Linked DNA regions of Callithrix jacchus: all the other regions are linked to region 3. The links are chromatin contacts, called in public Hi-C maps. All regions are on one chromosome and are shown on one strand. Each heading gives the region's core, a stretch centred on a gene start, on an enhancer-like site or on the middle of the called end of the contact. The rest is flanking DNA. Distances are from core to core; before and after follow the strand shown.

Evidence for each region. Hi-C and Micro-C count contacts between places; a contact is called where the count stands out from the background.
Region 1: a contact with region 3 is called in a Hi-C map of skeletal muscle, with 7 times the contacts expected there. The contact joins two enhancer-like sites. A contact is called at or near these places in 3 of 3 Hi-C or Micro-C datasets (induced pluripotent stem cells and skeletal muscle).
Region 2: a Hi-C map of skeletal muscle shows a contact between it and region 3, with 14 times the contacts expected there. The contact joins two enhancer-like sites. A contact is called at or near these places in 2 of 3 Hi-C or Micro-C datasets (both in skeletal muscle).

The regions. Positions count from the first base shown.
Region 1 is chr10:22,129,531-22,133,438 of calJac240_pri, forward strand. No RefSeq gene overlaps it. Among named protein-coding and RNA genes, the nearest start is that of UBASH3B, 150 kb to the right of the region's middle. Within about 2 kb of position 2,276, at least 2 of the 16 cell types and tissues checked have an H3K27ac peak or open chromatin away from gene starts, as enhancers often do. A contact at or near this core is called in skeletal muscle, where this site is marked.
Region 2 is chr10:21,837,759-21,842,119 of calJac240_pri, forward strand. All of the region lies in intron 2 of LOC108593745 (a long non-coding RNA gene), which reads right to left. Among named protein-coding and RNA genes, the nearest start is that of BLID, 99 kb to the left of the region's middle. Within about 2 kb of position 1,938, at least 4 of the 16 cell types and tissues checked have an H3K27ac peak or open chromatin away from gene starts, as enhancers often do. A contact at or near this core is called in skeletal muscle, where this site is marked.
Region 3 is chr10:21,310,840-21,315,427 of calJac240_pri, forward strand. No RefSeq gene overlaps it. Among named protein-coding and RNA genes, the nearest start is that of SORL1, 190 kb to the left of the region's middle. Within about 2 kb of position 1,987, at least 13 of the 16 cell types and tissues checked have an H3K27ac peak or open chromatin away from gene starts, as enhancers often do. A contact at or near this core is called in skeletal muscle, where this site is marked.

The DNA.
Region 1 (3,908 bases), core at 1,026-3,525, 820 kb after region 3:
GAAAACTTCATGCTGTTTTCCATAATAACGGTACAAATTTAAATTCTCACCAATAGTATACAAGGGTTCTCTTTTCTCCACATCACACCAACACTTTTTGATTATAGCCATCCTAACAGGTGTAAGGATGGTTCAGGTATCTCCTCGCCATACATGCATTATTGTCCACTTTATTAACATGCAACTTTAAGAACCAGCAGTCTGTTCTTTTCAGAATGACTAAAGGTCCCCATACGTACACAGAGCTTTATATTTATGAGACCTGGACCTACACTGATATGTAATACATAATATAACATAATAGACCAAAACATTTATATTTCTTTATATTTAACTAAAATTTAAAATTTATATTCCTTTATATTTAACTATGGACATATTTAAGTATGAAACTTCCTTAATATTTAAATTTTTAATACTGGCTCTAAAGTCAACACTCTTGTACCTGGTGAGGTCAAAATACTATTATTTATTTATTTTTGTTTGTTTTAGTGAAATAATGAAGAATATCAATGAAAAATGTCCAAATACCTGGAAATAAATTGAGTAAAAAGAATAAATTCAGTAATTAGTCTGGGAGTACAAAACAGGGTTGATTTCATTACATAATAGTTTCCAAAGGGAACTAGCTGTCTTCCTTTTGAATCTTGATTAAAGGTGTGCATAGGAAGGATATTCTACTCCATGTACTTCGGGGATTTCTTTCCATGATTTGGTTTCCCTTGAGTAATTGGGATGATTAACTGGGCTGCTTTCTTTTATAATTGTCCTGAAGCTCTTTGTATTTTGCAAAACTGCTTTGCAATTTTTTTTTTCATAGGATGTACTTAAAAATGAATCCATTAGGTGTAGCGGGGCAAGCACAGCTCAGAAAGGTCATTGTTAGCAATGCCAGAATAAAATAATAGAAAGTCTTTCCATTTTTTTAGAGTGCTCAAAGTGCTTTTCTCAAAATATTTGCATTTCCAAAACTCAAACATGTCCAAAAGAACAGTGAACTTAGCTTTTCTTCTTTGGATTTAGAATAGGGTTGTCAGATAAAATACAGGATGTCCAGTTAAATTTGAATTTCAGATAAACAATGAGTATTTTTTTAGTATAATTAGGGCCCGTGCGATACTAGGAATTCTAATAGTTCTGCCTTTTTATTTGCTAAATCTGGGAATCTTGGGAAGATAATATTATTCATCCCAGAGCTGTATGAACTTTGGGCAAGGAACTTAATTGTTCTGGGTTGAAATTTCCTCATCTCTAAAAATAAAATGTTGTGCTACCAAAATTGGAAGTACATTTTATTTCTAACTAGGCTATAAGACAATATCTTTTTATCATGCAAGATTTACCTAGAGGTATGGGTCATGCAGAGAGTGCCCCATTTGAAGTAAGAAGGATCTGAGTTTGATCTCACCATTAACTATGTGATCTTAGGCAAATCACATTCTCGAAGTCTCAGATTCTTTATCTAAAAAACTGGGGATAAGATACTTACTACAAGGAACAAATTAGTTAATATGTGTAGAAGTGTTTCGGGCCTAAAGAGATTATGACTTACTAGGAAGAAGTTACTCTCAAGCAATGTAAAATGAGTTATTAGCTAAGTCGCATGGCCAGAGCTCTGTTCTCCTGCATGACTCAAGCCAAGTTTTCAAGCTCAGGTAGGTTCTAAAAAAGGTACCCACCGGCAGTCATCTTGCTATCTTTGCTCTTTGTACTTTAGAAGACTTATGGTTCAAGTGTCGGCTCTATACCTCAGTTTCTTCAAATAGCAAATGAGCAAAAAATAATACCCACTGCACGCATGTATCGTGAGAGCTGAATGTGAAAATATACAGAAACGCCTGGCACACAGAGTTTCTCACTAAAAATGTCAGTTCCTGGTCTTCTGTACGGTTCTCTTGGACACCTCAATCAAAGTCTGCTCTGGGTACGGGTCACTGGTAAGCGGGTGTGTTTAACGAGTGAGCTGCTGTTTCCGTTCCCCTTTTCTATGTAGTTTTGTTGTCAGAGCCCTGCAGAACTAGGAAGGCCTCCTCCAATCTCCAGACCTGCCTCTAGGAGGGAGCCTGAGACACCTAACACATTTTGTATCTTTGATCTCTAGGGACTCAGAAGACAATAATAACCTTCCCTAACCTCAACCAGATTCAAACCAGAAAGTGGCAGGAGAAAAGTTGCCTTGACCCAAAGGGGCATCCAGCTTCTCCCATTCCAGACGCAGGATAATGCAATCCAGACCACACGAAATTTCCCGTATTTGATGACTGCCTCAGCCCTCTCAGCACAAGGCTTTCCAGTCTCTCTCCCTCTTGCTCAGACAAAGCTCTCCCTCAACCACATAATGTGACCAGGCCAATCCCTGGAGACAGGGAGATGTCTGCACTAGGGAACTTCCAAGCTGCCCAGGGGATGGCGAATTCACTCTTGGCAGAAGCCAACTTAGAAATGGCATCACGGTGCTTTGTGAACACATCTATGGTGCAACACTGACCTCCAGTGGCCCAGCCAGGAGGAGAACACTGCCCGCGCTGTCTCAGAGCAACCCTGTCCGCCAGGAGGCTGGCGTACAGGATGACAAGCTCTTCCCAGAACACCCATGCACAATATCTTTAAAAGGAGAAAGAGAGCAAAAACACAAGCGCAGAGTTACTCACCAGTTAAATCCAACCGTGACACTCCACCACTTAGAAAACTTATGTGGTTAGTAGTCCCTCTATTGATCACAGAATAAAGTCTGAAATTCTTAGTACAGCAGACAGAGTTCTTTAGGATCTGGGTATGACTACCTGTCATTTCCTACAAGATCCTCTTTCATTAATACACACGAGATTTTCTCCTAGTCGCTAAATGGCCTGCTCTACTTTAAAGTAGAGCAGTAAAGAGTTCTCTACTTTAAATGGTCCTCTTCACTTTTCTGCTGGGTATAATTTTTTTTTCTTTTCTTTTTTATTTTGTGTGTGTGTGTGTGTGTGTGTGTGTGTGTTAAGGTCTTGCTCTGTCACCAAGACTGGAGTACAGTGGCACAATCAAAACTCACTGCAGCCTCAACCTCCTGGGCTCAAATGATCCTCTCACCTCAGCCTCCCCAGTAGCTGGGACGACAGATGTGCATGACAGTGCCGGGCTAACTTTTAAAGTGTCTCATATCAAAAACTGCCATCTTAGTGATACTTTCAGTGTTATCTGTCCTTACCACTGTAAAATTAATTTTGTTTTCAAAACATACAGCAAGTGGAGTTAAAACCGATCCATGTATTTATTCCAAAAACAATAATGAGACATGTATGATAACGCCAGTCATTGTCCTGGATGTTCAGGATAACATAAAAGAGGCATGCTTTCTGATCTCAGAATGCATATAGACTAGTGGAGAACACATAGAGAAATCATTGCCATAGCGTATGGCAAAGAGCTATGTGCAAATTACACAACTGGCTTAAGAATGTTAAGAATGGAGGTCATCACTTCAGCCTGTGCAAAAGACAATCAGAGACTCTGCTTCTCAACAGTGAGAGGCCTTGTCTGGGTCTTGAACAGTGAATAGGAGTTAACCAGGCACTGTAACCCCAGCCACTAAGGAGGCTGAGGCAAAAGGTTTGCTTGAGGCCAGTTCTAGACCAGTCTGAGCAACATGCAAGACCCCCATCTCTACAAAAAAATGATAAAAATTAGCCCATTGTGGGGGTGAGCATCTGTAGTCCCAGCTACTTGGGAGGCTGAGGCAGGAGGATCGCTTGAGCTCTGGAGTTTGAGGCTGCAATGAGCTATGATCAAGCCACTGCACTCCAGCCTGGGTGACTAAGCAATGAACCATCTCAAGGTGGTGGGGGTGGGGGAAAGGAGCTGGGGAGATGGGACAATTTTCAAAGGCAAAGGAGGAATGAAGCATATTTGAGGCATAAAGTAACTTA
Region 2 (4,361 bases), core at 688-3,187, 530 kb after region 3:
ATTCTCTTTGAACCCAAATGTATCAGATCTGATGCATCAAACACCAGTTCTGCAGCTCCCTGAATGTTAGAGCACCGAGGCTGCTTCATGGACCATGACCCTTGGATGCAGATAGGATTCCTTCTTTTACTCTTTCCCTCCTAAATTTACAAGAGGCTGTGCCAGCAAGGTGACAAGCTGTACATGGAACAGAAAACGGAGCCCCTTTAGGCTGCCAGGCTTATAAGACATTTCCTATGGGACAGCAGCATTTCCCAGATGACTCAATCCCAAAGGACTGAAAGGAGTTTCTATGATCTGAGGATGTTTGTACATCAGCTAGTCTAGCTTTCCACCTTTGCTGGAATATGCTGACTGCATTTATTCCTCTAGATATCACCCACCCAATAGTAAGATTCAGTACAAGCACCACCTCCTCCAGGAAGCCTTCCCTGACTACACAGCTTGAATTAGTGCCCCTTCATATTCTCCCACAAAACCCTGGGCACACTTCTCTCTTAGCAATCAGAAAATTATATTGAAATTGCCTGCTTGTTTGTCTTTCTTCTTGGCGGCCAGGTACTATATACTCTTTTTAACTCCAGCATATAATACAGTGCTGGCATGATGCAGGAGTTTAATAAGCATTTATTGAACTGAATGTTTGTGTACCTCTCTCCAGAATATTTACTAACATAAACCCCCATTTTTATTTTGTAAGGGGACCCCATAACCTCTGCTCTCAGGAAGTTCTATCTCATATCTAACTCAGTTTTTGTAAGGGGACCCCATAACCTCTGCTCTCAGGAAGTTCTATCTCATATCTAACTCAGTTCTCTCCTGCATGCATATGCTTTTCTTTTTTCACACCTTGGGAGACCACGGCTGGTCACTATCCTGATTCTTATCAGAGTGATCATAGAAATCACAGCACTCGCTCTTCATCGTTTTTCTCTCTGGGGTAGCTTTATTTTTTCGGTCTTAAGTCAGGAATAAACTTTCACAGGCTCAACTCTGACATTTTTTTTCTTTTAACAGACAAATAGAAAAGAACTTCCAAGAAGGATTTTGACCAGATAGGGTCTGCTCCTTTTAATAGGATGTGTGAAGCACCTATGTGTGCCAGGCTGTGTGCGATGGAGAGGGAGCAAATGTGTAAGTCCCTGCCATCAAGAGATCTTCAACGTAAAACAGAGAATAACGGAGGTACTTAATTTAACTAATAGAAAGCAGCACCCCACTTTCTTGGGGCTCCTTGGTTAGAATTACCAACTTTTGTGAGTTTGCAGAAAAGTCCAGCGTGCTCAAAAGCAAAAGGCAAAGATTCCCATTTCTGAGCAACTTGGGAGAAACTAAGCCCAGTCAGGGAACACGTTGGGGAGTCCCTTAAAGGATCAGTGTCATGTGTCTGTTGACATTTCTAAAGAAATCCATCTACTTTTTTTACTGCTAAGGAGAGGCCGGCCTCCACTGGCCACACATTCAGAAAGCTGGCAGGAACCGCTGGTCAGCAACCCCCAATCAAACAGGCTCCCTCTTTCTAGCCAAAGAGCTCAGGGTCTGCGTGACTTGAGGCGAGTCATCCGGGGACATTTGGGATTCTGATCTAGTGAGCCAGTAAAGGCGGTACAGATAAGGCCCAGACAGAAATCTGGCAGGCTAAGTAACATCTGGTTGGTCTGAGGTTTGGACTCTGGCTGGGGCTGGGAGCCCTGGGCTGGTGACTGGCGAGTCTGCATTTGGAGTTGGTGACAGCAGGTGGCGCAGGAGAGCAGAAACCAACCCTCAGTGGGTCCTGAAAGAAATCCTGGTGTTAATGCCACCCCAAACCACAGCCAAGCAAAGTAAAGGTGACCATGTTGTCCTCACAGTCCTGAAAAAGACAAACTGCACAGAGGGAGCATGGAACCATATACAGGCAATTCTCAGGTAAAGAAAAACCAAGGTAGGTCATCAGAGATCTAGGTAAAATCCTGGGTTGGTCAAGGACTTCCGAACTTTAGGAAATGCGCAAGGAAAATGAAAGAGAAAAACAATACGTAACATTAACTTCAGGAGCAATATTAGAGTTCCTACAGCTGAAAGGCTCAAACCACTTTGAACCCTAAGATAGCTGATAAGCCAGGTATAATTCTTCAAATGGTCTCTCCTCCCCCTCCCAAGCAACAGAATGAAAACAGAAAATTCACAACAAAAACCTCACCTATTCCAGTTAGTATATCTTTGAAAATCAATATTTTTAAACAAAAAAAAAAAGGAAATGTTATCTCCACATTAAACTAGCAGAAGGTACTGTCTTCATGCTCCTATCCCTGCATAAGTTTGCCTCCAAAGCATATCACTGGGGGAAGAAGGGAGAAAAGCTCCCCTCCAATAAATATCCAAGGTTCTTCAGTTTCTGTGGCCAAAAGAGACAAAAAGCAGGCTCCTACTTATCTACTTACACAACATCATAAGTTGAGGAATTTTGAGCAGCTGATTCTAAAACCTAGAATGAAAGCAGTACACACAAGATATGAGACAACCTCTCTCCTCCAAAAGATAACATGCAAAAGCAGTAGACTGCTGAGATATGCAATAGAGAAACTTCCCTCATCCACTTAAGCAGCAGGGAATGCAAAGAATATTATTTATTTTTCCATTTGGTTTACTTTCATGTTGTTACCTCTCTCATGGGAAGTAGATGCCTAAGCTCTGATGTATATAAATCAATTTTCAGTGTTTACTTAAGTACATATACATACACTGTAGCAAAATGTTGCTTTGCTTGAAAAATCGCTGAAACATTTGATGTGTTTGCTCTCAATCAATATTCTGCAAAAAGCATCTGGGTTTGCTGCTCTACTAGGACAGTAGACAAGTCTGGAGTCTTTTCCAAGAGCTACCTGCCACTTGCCAGCTCTATGGGGCTCCACATCACAGTTGTCCCAGCAGTAGAAAGTATAAGGGCTATGTGATTTAGGCTCCAACAAAGCGTGAGGACAGAACAGAGAAAGGCAAGGTGCATTCCCTCTGGATGTGACCGGAAAGGCTTCACGGAGAAGGACACTGCCGTTGTTTGACTACTCCGTAACTTTGGACATTTTTTTTTTTTTGCCTGAAATGCCATGCCTCAACACCCACCATCATCTTTTTGGGGAAATTTCTGGTTTCCTTCAAAACTAAGTTCTGATTTTTTCTAGAGTCCTCCCTGACATTGACTTTGCCCCTTAGAATTCCTATACAAATCTTATTCCAAATACATGGCACAGGAACGATGCTCATGTCTTTGTTGTCTTTATTATAATGTTCACTCACCAGCCAGGAGACTCCTTTTTTTCCGCTTTTTAATGGTCTCCTAGATACCTCTCCCCACATCTCCTAAGTAGAGTTGCCAGATAAAAACAGAACTACCCAGTTCATTTTGCATTTTGAATAAACAAGAAATAATTCTTTTTTAGTGTAGTATGTCTCAGATCCTTTGTGTGTCATATTTTCATTTGTTAACTATGGCAGTCTTACTCTTGAGATCACTGAGTTCATGCCTTGTGCCCCCTCCCCGCCCTGGAGCAGCCATTCAAAGCTGCAGGTGCACTTCGTCAGCAATAAGTCTCTCCCCAGCCCTCAGAAGAAAGGAGACACTCCTTGCACACACTGTTAGCAGCCTGGAAGAGTCATCTAAGGTCAATTTCAGATCCATTTTGAGGTTTTTTTTTTTTCTGTCCTGTATTGGCTGTATTTATTCAATAAAAGTCAAGTTTAAGTGTTTCAATTCAATATAATACCACTTGTTCAATTAATTGTTAAATAGGAGGGTATCATTTACTTTTCATGTAAATGCGGTTTAATGAATTACATGAATTGTATTACGATGACACTTTGCAATCTGTTAAATCCATGTGTGATTTCAAACTATGGCAGGCTGGATGTTGTGACATTTACCTTTTCAGTTCCTGCTGTCTCTTTCTACCATGTCTCTCCTGCAGAAAACAAGGGAGATCCCACTCGGAAGGTAGAAATCTCCAGCAACACATCAATCCTATCAGAGTGCCCATCATTGGGAAACACCTTTAAGTTAAAGTCACCCACTTTGTTTCACTACCTTGGCAAATGGAGCTTTAAAAATGGAAATGGAAACATCTTGGATTCCTCTAACAAAGCCTTTCTACCAAGACTAATATTTTTTGCATTTACATCCCACTTCCCAGGTGAAAAATTACACAAAGGATAATTTGTAACAAAGTTGCCCTACTGTTTTCACTTCAAGACAGGCACAGAAAATTGTAATAACTGAATGACTGGATAAATTGGAAAGAATTTGAGAGATTCAATATGAGGCTTAGTAATAAAATTGATTAAAATTAATAACAATTTATGTATTCATTATTATTTATTTTGAGATA
Region 3 (4,588 bases), core at 737-3,236:
AGAAATTCTCCACATCAGACCAATACAAAACCAGATTAAAATGATGTCTCATGTTCTAATCTTCTGAGCCTGAAACAGAAAGTGATGTTGATTGTATTGATTTGCATTGTTCCCCTGAAGTAGTAATCTTTCAACACCAGAGCAGAGCAGCTGCAGGTGACCGGCCGGCTTGTAGATGGCTTTGAGGATTCGTTTGCGCCCTAATAATTTAAGAATGTGAGTCCTATGGAAACGAATGTGGCCACTGGGGATATAGCTGGTGGCAAGATCTGTGAGAATCAGGCTAGTTCTTATTTTTTGTCCAGCTGTAAAATAGGAAGGAGGTTTTTTTGGACTCATCCTGTAGACAGTGTTAAGTTCCCAGACCCACTCAAACAGCAGCTCTTTCTATACTTATTTAGTGGTGAAATGGAAAAAGGGACAGATTGGGCTCCAAGGGAGGGCATCCCTTTCCTTTTTGAACTTGGGAGTTTATAGGTAAGTGGGCAAAAATGAGCCTACAGAAGAGACTAACTTCCATGGGGATCAGCAGCATTTGCTCTTCTGGGAACTTCAGATGTGGGCAGCAGAGAGCTGAGGGTGTGTCCCACAGCTGCGTGTAAAGGGAGGCAGTGTGCTTAATGAGGTCTGCAAGCCTTGATCTTTTCATTTGACCCAAATTTTTCTCCCTTGGATTAACCTCTCTGTGTGCTGTTGGGAAGCACTGTTCATCTGGTTGCATCTCAGAATTTTGTACCTGGCCCAGAGGAGATGCCTGGGAGTGGAGTCTAGGTCCCCACCCAATTCTGATTGTGAGTAATGGATGCCGTTTGGATGGGAACGGTAGAGGATTTATCCTTAACGCCAGAGGGCTGGAGGTCAGAGCTGAAGCAGGTTGATTAAAATCGGTTACTCAGGGGATTTGACTACACAGCCCATAACTGGAGAAATCCAGCTTCTCAGAATTGCCCCAATACCGAGGAAAGGTAGATTGGAAGTCTGCAATCCTCACTTTTCCTCTGAACTCAGAGATGTCATTGTCTCAAACACGCACTTGACACTAAGCATACATTTCCTCTGACATATTTGTATTGTTTTTTAAACCGTATGACAAATAGTTGTGCTGAGTGAGTTCCGGGCACCTAGCAGGCAGGCAGTAAATATTTGCTGTGCATCGAAAGAATGCAGTTGGCTAGGCTGTCAGTATGGCTCGGATTCAGAACCATCCCAGCGCTGGGGTCTGAGGCTGAGAGGACTGCGTGTTGAAGGGCTGGTCAAACCCTGCCTGACCAGAATGGTCTCGGTGAATACTGGAACATTCTCAGACATGCTGAGCAAAAGCTACCATCGCAGGCAAGAGGGACGGTGGGGGGAAGTGCAGCTGGGAGTTTTCCTAGAGACGTGGTTCCTTTGTTCTGGTAGACTTCAGCCAGAAAGAACAGCAAAATTTTACTGTCTGCAAACCACCAAGGAGCTACTCCCCTCCCCCTTTACCTCCTGCCTTCCCAACCTGGGAATTCATTTGCTGCTTCTCTCTCCTCCTCCTCTGCCCTCGGACTGTCCCCAGGGACAAAGCTCTTTGTTGTGAACACTCCGAGACAATACGGAATTGCACAGTCCCCAGGGCACAATCGGGGCTGTTCTCCATGGAGAGTGATCGCGCGGGCTGAGACCCCCACCTGTTGATCTCCCCCTTCCCGGGGCGAGCGGCAACCTGCATTGTGCTGGGGACGCACGCGTTTCCACAGCAGGCTCAGCAGATGGTGCTGGTGAGCAAAGCCATTCCCGTCCCTCCCGCGCCCCTCCCCACCGCCAGAGCCTCGCTGGTCTAAAGCAAAAACAGATGTTTTCATCATTTCTGGATCTGGCATGTGACTCGCAGTTCAGCAATGCGCCGACATAACCCGGAGTTGTACGTCCCCTTCATCCCCCGCAAAATAAAAATCTTAAACTTAAACGAGCCTTCCTCCTAGGCGAGCCACTGACACATGATCTGTGTAATCCACGGGGCACATGTTTAATCGCGCTCCAACTGCAACTGCCTTTGCAGCCAGCCCCGGCTCTATAATTGGGAAGTTGTCTTGCTTTCCAGCGAAGACACGGGACAGCCAGACCAGCTATCTTTACACCACGGACTGGGAAGAGGCGCTAGCCTTTTAAAATAGCCCTGGTCTGGCTGGCTGGCGAACCTGTCTGCGTGGGAGCCGGTGAGCGGGGCCAGAACAAAACAGGAAGGCCGGGGCGGCGCGCCCTGTTCCCGGCGCCCTCGGCAGGTGGCAGCATTGGCCCGAGCTGGCCTCCGCCGCTGGCCAGCCCCAAAGCAGGGCCCTTTTACTTTCGGTGGCCTCAAAATTATTAGTTCCAGATGAGTTCTTGCAATTGTAATATTTGGTTTAACCCAATCTGCCCGATTGCGTCAGCGCACGTTCAAATACAGCCGTCTGAAGTCTAACCAGACATCAGAGGCATGTTTCAGGGGGTGTCAACGTTCCTTACCCTTTGAAAGAATTAAAGCAAAACAAAACAAAACAAAAAAGGAGGCTGATTTATCCCAAAACGAAAGAAGGGTGAACAGGCGTGGGGCTAGTGTGCCCGAGAGGGAGCGAGCCGTGGACATTTAGGGAAGGCGTAACAATGGAACTTTGTCCAGGAGGCCCGCTAGAGTGGAACTGGATTTATTTGTTGAACTAGGAAGGGACCTCTGGGTTCTTTGAAGGTTAGAGCAAATAAGCAAAACTGGTGTGCATTTGGTATACTAAGAGCAGAGTCCTTCAAGTCACGTAGGCCGCTATTGTCAGACACAAAACACAGTGCTTCTTGGGCTGGACCTCTGCTTGCCACTTGGCCTGGTGTCCCAGGAAGGGGGCAGAAGAGGAGGGGGCTACCCGTCTTAGCACACAGTTTTTAGGGGCCAAGGATGTAGACTGGGTTTCCTAAGGACAGCAGTCCAGGCCCCAGAGGACCCATTAGAAGACAGGAGCCCTGCAGGCCTTCTGGCGAGTGGACTGGCTGGAATCAAGTGTCTTGTAAACGGCCCTGCTGCGGTTTTACTGCCACACCCTGGAGCCGGACACGAGGGAGACTAGGGACCCATCCTGGTGGTTTCAGGGTTTTACAGATTCGTGAGCTGAAGCTAAATGACTCCCTCTGACCCCCAGGGCAGAGCAGCAAAATGTTCTAAGGGAGCCCAGAAATCCTGCTCCAACCACCAGCCAGAAAAGGGTGTCTGTCTTCTCCCTTAGCGGAGACAGAATAACCTGGCCTTGAAAAGACAGCCTCTGTCAAGCGGTCCTCCATTCCCCTTCCCCCTGCCTGCACCTCACTTTTAAATCTGTGCTCAAATTCTTCAAGCACCTCTCTCAAGTTTGCAAGAAAGATTCCTGCTAGTCGACTGCAGGGAGCCTGGCCGTTTCCCTGCAGGTCTCTGGCTCAACATGGTACTGATCAAAAGCCAGCATCAGTCTGGCAGATGCTTCAAGTCCCGCATGTCGGGAGCTAGCGGCTGGCGCTGGCATCAGCCAGGCAGGCAGACAACGCGGCCATCTTGTTAGATGTGGTTGGGGCCTCGCTCGTCCCTTCCCTGCTGCAGGGGCCGCCCCACTGTGTGGGGGAGGCATAGGAAAAATGGTGGGACCGCCACATATCTGGCCCAGTGCCTCCATAGTGTGTAGGGACCCAGACTTCCTGCTCTCCTCCTTTCAGTCAGAAAACTACATGTGTCCCTGCAGTTGGTTGGGAAAGTGCTGATTGTCTTGATGGGAGCCTCACCCTGATCCTAAAGGGGGCTTGGCCCTGGGGGGAAATAGGCAAGTTAGGCAGACAGGTGAGTACAGTGGTTCAAGGCCTGTGTGTCTGAAATGGCTGAGGAATTCCTTTTCATTGCTTCACTTACTTTGCTCCCTTCTGACAATCAGCTTTTGGACGTGCTCTAATCCAGAAATTCTCAGTCCTGCCTACTTAAGAATTGCCTGGACCCTGCCACCAGAGCTGCTGAAATCACAATGAAAAGGGGTTGGAGATGGGGTCACCTCCTTCCCAGGTGGTTATATACAGCTAGAAGGAAACAAACAAACAAAACACTGCATTTCTTTTTTTTTTTTAATTGTACTTTAGGTTCTGGGGTACATGTGCGTCATGCGGGATTGTTGCATAGGTACATACATGGCAATGTGGTTTGCTGCCTTCCACCCCCCATCACCTATATCTGGTATTTCTCCCCATGTTATCTCTCCCCACCCTCCCCACCCCCTTGCTGTTCCTCCCCTGGTCCTCCCCAACTGACTGCAGTGTGTGATGCTCCCCTCCCTGTGTCCACATGTTCTCATCTTTCAACACCCACCTATGAGTGAGAACATGTGGTGTTTATTTCTGTTCTTGTGTCAGTTTGCTGATAATGATGGTTTCTAGATTCATCCATGTCCCTATGAAGGACACAAACTCATCGTTTTTTATGGCTGCATAATATTCTATGGTGTATATGTGCCACATTTTCTTTATCCAGTCTATTGTTGATGGACATTTGGGTTGGTTCCAGGTCCTTGCTATTGTCAACTGTGCTGCATGTGTCCTTATAGTAGAATGATTTATAATCCTTTGGGTATATACCCAG